Linked DNA regions of Canis lupus: region 1 is linked to region 2. Evidence: chromatin contacts called from public Hi-C data. All regions are on one chromosome and are shown on one strand. Each heading gives the region's core, a stretch centred on a gene start, on an enhancer-like site or on the middle of the called end of the contact. The rest is flanking DNA. Distances are from core to core; before and after follow the strand shown.

What was found. Hi-C and Micro-C count contacts between places; a contact is called where the count stands out from the background.
Region 1: a Hi-C map of blood shows a contact between it and region 2, with 4 times the contacts expected there. The contact joins the promoter of ECHDC2 here to the promoter of CPT2 in region 2. A contact is called at or near these places in 3 of 9 Hi-C or Micro-C datasets (amygdala and blood).

Annotation. Positions count from the first base shown.
Region 1 is chr5:56,432,721-56,436,273 of UU_Cfam_GSD_1.0, forward strand. It overlaps ECHDC2 (enoyl-CoA hydratase domain-containing protein 2, mitochondrial), which reads left to right and starts at 1,702. Exons shown (of 9, transcript XM_038537520.1): 1 at 1,702-1,912. The coding sequence starts at 1,780.
Region 2 is chr5:56,204,462-56,208,088 of UU_Cfam_GSD_1.0, forward strand. CPT2 (carnitine O-palmitoyltransferase 2, mitochondrial) reads right to left here and starts at 2,364. Exons shown (of 5, transcript XM_038537499.1): 1 at 2,081-2,364. The coding sequence starts at 2,235.

The DNA.
Region 1 (3,553 bases), core at 452-2,951, 230 kb after region 2:
ACATTCACAAATATTTTTGTAATCTAATTGTTGATCATAAAATTGGAATGATTGAAGTGTAACCTGGGCAGTGAAGCAGTGAATGGCATTGTCCATTAATGTGGACAATGCCAGAATGAATAAATGAAATGACATTTTTAAAATGAAATAACGTTTATTGGGCATTTGTGGAAAAAGGTTCACACACCCCCATTCAATCATCATAATACAACCATGACATAGTGACAAAGATACTCTTCGTCACCAAACTCTAGTCCCGCTCCTCTGAGCCCACTTCTCTACTAGGCCTCAACCTCGGCCTACAAAGACTTAAACACTAACATAGTTCCTAGCAGCTCCAGGCCACATTCCTAAGATGACCCTAACCCACCCACCCCCTTTAAGTGCCTGCCTGAGAAAATTTAAGCCAGCTGTAGAAATTAACAAGAAACCTTACTAAAAAAAAAAAAAAAAAAAAAAAAAAAAAAGAAACCTTACTAAAATTGCAGTCAGGTGTCTAGAAGGGGGGGGGGGTCTCTGGCATCCTACTACTAGACATCAATCACAGGCAGAATGGTCAGAGGCGGCATCAGGAGAGGAAGGACACTGTATCTCCATTTTTTTTTTTTAGATTTTATTTATTTATTTATGAGACTCAGAGAGGGGGGGTGCAGAGGGAAAAGCAGGCTCCATGCAGGGAGCCCAATGCGGGTCTCCATCTGGGGTCTCCAGGGTCACCCCTGGGCCGAAGGCAGGCTCTCAACCGCTAAGCCACCCAGGGATTCCCCGGGCACTGTACCTCCTTCAAGCAACTTAGTAGGTCAGCGGCTCAGCCAATGAGAATCCATCATCACTGAGAACTCTTGCTTTTCTCCAATGGGTCTGAGCTGCAAAACAAATCTTCCCAACTTTCTCCATAAAAGATGTTTCTCTCCCCTGGTGGACTAGCCTACGGTTGTTTACTGCGGCTTGTTTGTCCCAAATTGCAATTCTCTGCTATTCTTAAACCTATTTTTGCTGGTAAAATAACTTTTTTTTTTTAAGATTATTTATTTATTTATTCATGAGAGACATACAGAGAGAGGCAGAGACACAGGCAGAGGAAGAAGCAGGCTCCATGCAGGAAGCCCGATGTGGGACTCGATTCCGAGACTCCAGGATCACGCCCTGGGCCAAAGGCAGGTGCTCAACCGCTGAGTCATTCCAGGTGTCCCTATACCTGTTATTTTTAAAGTCAACACTGCCAAAAGAATTTACTGCTTGCTGCAGCCAGCACCTGCAGACCACACCCCCCACCCTGTCCTTAGTTTCTGTGGGAGCCTGAGGTTGGACAGGCCTTGGCTTGCTGACCCCGGGCGGGTTTCACGTGGCCTAATACTTTTCCCGATTTTTGTAATCTCACTTCTCTGTCTTCTAGAGCCCGGGTCACTCACCTCCATGCTGTCTCCTCCTCCCCTTAGAGCTCTCAGTCACCTCCGCACAGACGGAAGCCGAGGTCAGCTCGCACCGGACATTTCCCCTTCGCAGCAGGACATTGCTGAGTGAAACGTGTTCTCGCTACTTTAGCCTCCCCCCTTATCTATGACCGTGGTCACTATCATTACCCCCGCTTTGGTGATTAAAACACTGCTGCCACCCCGGTCCCAGGCCGCAAGGTCGCCTAGCCCGGGCTCCAAGCGTCCCTGTGCGCGCTCGGCCGGGAGGTGGCGCAGTTGCGAAACCCTGGGGCCCAGCCGCGAGCTTTCCGCGGGACAGGAGGGACGGCGGGGGGCCCCTGGCACCTGCCCAGCCTGCGCCCCGATGCTGCGCGCCCTGACCAACGCCCGGCGCCTTGCACGGCCCTGGAAGGCCCTGCGGGCGCGCAGCTGCGCCTCCCACGGGCCGGCTGGGCCCCCCGAGATCCAAGTGCGCGCCCTGGCGGGCGCCGACCACGGTAAGCGCGCTGTCGCGGGGAGCGCCCCGGAGGCGGCCGCCCGGGTCCGAGCCGCGCTGCCGGCGCCGCGGCGGGGGTGGGAGTCACGGCCCGCGCGCTCACCAGGCGCCGGAGGACGGGTCGTTGAAGGGAAGGCGGGGCCGCTCGCTGCGCTGGGGGACTCGATCCCTTCCCAGGCCGGGCTCCAGGCGCGGAGGTGGGTGGCCGCCCTACCAGCCGCGCCGACCCCAAGTGAGCGGGAACCCAAGTGGACGCCAGGCCCTGCCGTCGCCCGGGGCCGGGGAGGAGGGGAGGGGGCGTCGCTCGGGGCTGCGACTCGGCACCGGCACCGCCAGCACCACCGCTTCCACCCCAGGAACTGCACGGGGCCCGGCGTCCCTCCTGGCCCGGAGTCCCGGCTGGGTTCCGGGTCCAGGCGCAGGAGCCCGCGGCGCTGGCCAGGCCGGCCCAGCAGCGCCCAGCAGCGCCCAGCAGCGCGGCGAGGACAACCTAGCGGCGGCCGCAGCAGCCGCGCGACTCCCCGCGCGCTGGCCCTGCCCTCGGGCCGACGCCGCGAGCTTCGGAATCCACAAAGTTCACGCTGCTCCCCGGTGGTGTGGTTTGCACCCTAAGGCCGAGAAAGAATTCTTGTTACTGATTAAGTTTTGGGACATAAGTGTCCGCTGCCCACCACCAAGAAGGAACTCTTGAGACGTCTTTGGTGCAAAGTGGTGGTTTTCTTAAAACACAGGGACAGGACCCCTGGGTCCTGGGAAGAGCTGCCGCCCCGGCCTGTGAGGGGTGGCTGATTATATATATATTTTTTAACCTTTTTTTTTTTTTATTTCTTTTTATTGGAGTTCAAGTTGCCAACATACAGCATAACACCCAGTGCTCATCCCATCAAGGTGGCTGATTATATACCTGGGAGTTGGGAGGGGTTTGAGGATAGCTGTACTCTTAAGGAATTTTGGAAGCAAGGTTTCCAGTACCTTGAGGGAGCTAATTGTTGGGAAAAGGTCACTTATTACCATCTGATAAAACCTGAGTCATGAGACCCTTTATTTATTTATTTATTTATTTATTTATTTATTTATTTATTTATTTATTTTTATTTATTTTTTTTCTTCATGAGACCCTTTATATGTGTATCCGTGGGCCATGTGCTTGGGGGATGATGGTCAACATGTGTCTGGGGGGGTTAGAGATAAAGGAAATTTCTATTTTTTTAAAGATTTTATTTATTTATTCATGAGAGACACACAGAAAGAGACAGAGACACAGGCAGAGGGAGAAGCAGGCTCCATGCAGGGAGCCTGACGTGGGACTTGATTCCGGGACTCCAGGATCACACCCTGGGCCAAAGGCAGGCGCTAAACCGCTGAGCCACCCAGGGATCCCCTAAAGGAAATTTCTAAAGGAATTTATATAAAAAACATATAAGTTAAAGTAGGGTTACAGGCCCCTGGGGGTCGGGCTAAGATTGCCTTTTGCCTTTAGCAAAGTATGAACAGTATGAACATTGAGGCCCTGGAGTCTGTAGAGGAGTGTCCCTTTGCCTGTTTCAAGGACTTGTCAGTGTGCTGCCCCAGGCTCACGCCTTGTCCTCAGCTAGCCCTGGCATCAATACTAACTCGGTGCCAAAAGGTGGTTTTATTATAA
Region 2 (3,627 bases), core at 1,114-3,613:
GACTACCACAAAGGGACTTCCCCAGGAAAACTAATTAGGATATTTTTGGCATCTTACTTCACTCTGCCCTCACAATAACCCTCTGAAGCCTGTGTTCATTCCTACCTTGCAGGTAAGAACTGTGGCTCAAAGAATTTAACGGAATTGCCTGAAGTTACAAAGTGTCACATCTAGAATCTGAAATCAAATTCTACCAGACTTCAAAGATAGGGTTTTTCACCAAGGGGAACATCAAAATGAGTGCCAAAGATAATACATTTTACCAGTCTAGAATCTGAGATAAAAGGAATCTCATCTCATCTAACCACCCACTTACAGCGAAGGTACTGGAGGCCTGGTGGTCCTTGCTGGAAGTTATACATGGGTGATGACTCAGTGCTACTCTTTGTAACTCAATTCCTATAGATGTTTGCTCTGTAGGTTGGAGGAAATGATCTCAAGTGTTACTCCCAGCTTTCCAATTCGAAAAGGGAGAAGATCCCTTTGATCTTAGATCTGAGCGGAGTCCAGGCTTACATAAAAGTCAAGTGCTACTGGGCCTGGCAAGTGAAGAGAGGCTCTGTCATTCTTCACCTTTCCCCCACATATCGGCTCAGCTCACACACAGGACGTTAAGGAGGAGGTTCTGTCCCAGGCTTCGCCCATGGGCATAAAGGCCATGTTTTCTTTTTCCCTTTCTCCTGACAAATTTAAGCAGTGGGGCTGGGGCTAGATAGTTTCATTTCAGTTTGCTTTAGATGTCTGCACACTGCTATTTCACAAGAACCACCTCAGATGCTATTCTTGAGAGTGTGGGGGAGGGAAAAGAGAACAGTGGGTGATAAGGTTGCTGGATATGGAGAAAAACAGCAACCCAGTAGTTGGGGGTGACACCTGGGATACAATCTCTGTTTGAGGGGTGTGGAGACCTGGCCTCCAATCCCTGGGCTGGGAAGATCCCAGGTGGCAGTTTGGTGAGAAAGGAAGTGAGAAGGGTTTTTGAGACAAATTTGGGACTTGGCACCAAGAACTAACTGGTGAGTGAGCAGAGAAGTTAAAGTCTGGTTTTTGAGGGTAAATGAATTTCAGGAAATTTCTAACATTGGAAAAGGAGCCCTAGCAGGTCAGATTAAGGCTGGGAGTTCAAAGACTGGAAAAACTGGAAGTTGAATTAAAGAAAATACTGGGTGAAAAAAAAAAGGCAAGAAAATAAATACTGGATGAGGGAAAGGGAGAGGTAGGTTTATTGGCATTGTTTTCATAGGGTAAGTAGACTCTGGGTGAAGTGTTTTAGAAGGTGGAGGGGGTAAGCTAAGGTGAGGAGGAACACAAAAATTTGGGTGTGTTCTAGATTTAAGCTGAATAAGAGTTTGGGATGGGCACTGAGGGTGTGGTCTAGAATTCTTCGAGGGTGCTAAAGCTGCAGAGGGTAATGTGGGTTAGGGAGGACATTTTAGGGAAAGAAACCTAGCAGGTAATCGAGGAAGGTCTGGAAGGGGTGAAGTCAGACTTAAAGGCTGAGGTTGGAGGAGAGTAGGTGAGCACGTGAGGAGTGTGCTGGGTGAAGATGGGCAGAGGATTGGAGGCATGCAGAGCCAGGGCTGAGCAACAGGCCTGAAGAAGGTGGAGCGCTGGGAAAAGCTGAGGAGGGTAACTATTATGTTATCAGGAACTGGCCTGTCCATATTCTGGGCAGGAATACAGGGCAGTCGTGAAAGTACTTCAGGGGACACCCTAGTTGGAGGGGTAAGGGTGGTACTGGAGATATGCAGGGTGGACATTTTTCAGGAAGAAATGTGAGGGACTCTTGGGTATCTGGATGGAAGCTGGGTTACTGGAGAGAGAATCAGAGAAGGGCTCAAAATGGAGAATCTGAGCGAGCAATGGGGGGCCTGGGGGTGTCCTGGTAAGGAATGCGAACGTTCCGAGGGTCCGGTGCCAGGAGATCCTCAAAGTGACAGGATTTCCAGATGTCGGGTTGCGACAGCGTCCCAGGTAGGAGTCTGGGGTGGGAGCAGGTTAAGCAGAAGAGTCGTGAGTGACTGGAGCGAAGGCTGGGGCCGACCCCAGCGGGCGGCGGGGACCGGGAGGCCGGGCTCACCTGGGCAGGCTGTCCTGGAAGTGCATAGTGGGCACGATGCTGCGCTGCAGGTACTCGCGGGGCCCCGAGCCTGCGCTAAGGCGCCGACACACGGGTCCTGGGCCCCCTGCAGGGCCCCGCGGCCGGGCGCGCAGCAGTAGCAGGCGGGCCACCATCGTTCCGGGAGGCTGCGGCGGCGAGAAGGCGGAGGATGCGGAGTCCGCGAGGACTGGGGTGAGGCCGCCACCCCCGGGGTAGCCGGGTCGCTGAGTCAGCAGGGACTCGCGTCCGCCCGCCGAGCCACTTCCGGGCCCGGCCCCGCCCACCGAAGGCCCCGCCCACCGAAGGCCCCGCCCACCGGCGCGCCCGCCGCGGGGAGGGTGGCGCCACCGCCTCCTGGCTGTGCGGTCTCCCCGCTGGTCTCCCTTCAGCTCCCAGGGCAGCCGGGGAGACGGGGACCCGAAGCTGCTCCTTGCTCCTGTTTCGGAGCAAATAGAAACTGGAGCTGAAGGAAAAGCAAAGCTGAAAACAATGTTTAGAAACGTGTGAGCCGGGGATCCCTGCGTGGCTCAGTGGTTTAGCGCCCGCTTTCGGCCCAGGGCATGATCCTGGGGACCCCGGATCGAGTCTCACATCCGGCTCCCGGCATGGAGCCTGCTTCTGTGTCTCTCACGAATAAACAAAATAAAAAAAAATCTGCTAAACCTAAATCTGGTGGAGGCTCCGTCCGTCCCTACGAGATCGTGGGCAGAACCTTTAAACCTCTGTTTCCTCGTCTAAGAAGTAGAGGTTTACGACCGATCAAAGTACTTTTCTCGATCCTAGATATGAAATAAGGTGATTTGGTCGGTACAGTGCCTGGCAGGAAACGGTGGCGACGGTGGTGGTTGTAACTGGTGACCCGTGACGTCTGCCCTATGAAGATTTGGGACATAACCGCGGTCAACGCCGCCCAGCCGCCCTGCGACCGCCCCCCGAGGTGGTGGTAGAGAAAATGTGTGCAGGAGCGGGAGCCCGTGGAGATGCCCGGCCGGCCTCCGGCTCCGTGGAGATCTGCCGCTGGTTCTAGGGAGTCTTCCGTGCTCTGTGGACTACACGAAGCTGCCTGTCACCACACAGCACCCCCAAGTTTCCTTCCAACTCGGACTCTAAGAGCTTAGGCCTGGGACAGAGATCTGTTGGCTCTCACCCATCACAAAGCAAATAACCCCACCACACTCGGATCCCTGCTCTCTGCTCCCATGTCATAGAAGAAAGAGAAGTATCAAAAGACATAAAACCACGTTGGCTGGCTTGAGGTACAGAATTCCATTCTGGGAACTTGGATTTTTCTTAGCTTCAGCTCTCTTCGTCATGGCCCTCTGTGATGGAGGTACTGGGTGCATTTGGTCTGTCCCCTGGCTGGCCAAGCAGTGGCGGAAGCTGGAGCACATCAGAAAGTGCACTGGCCGGAAAGTCAGAAGACCTGAGTTTTGGTCTCTGCTCTGTCTTTAATCTAGTTAGGTACCCCTGGCTGAGCAGAAAGATCACAGACCAGCTCTGACACTTATACAGTGGTAACTACAAAC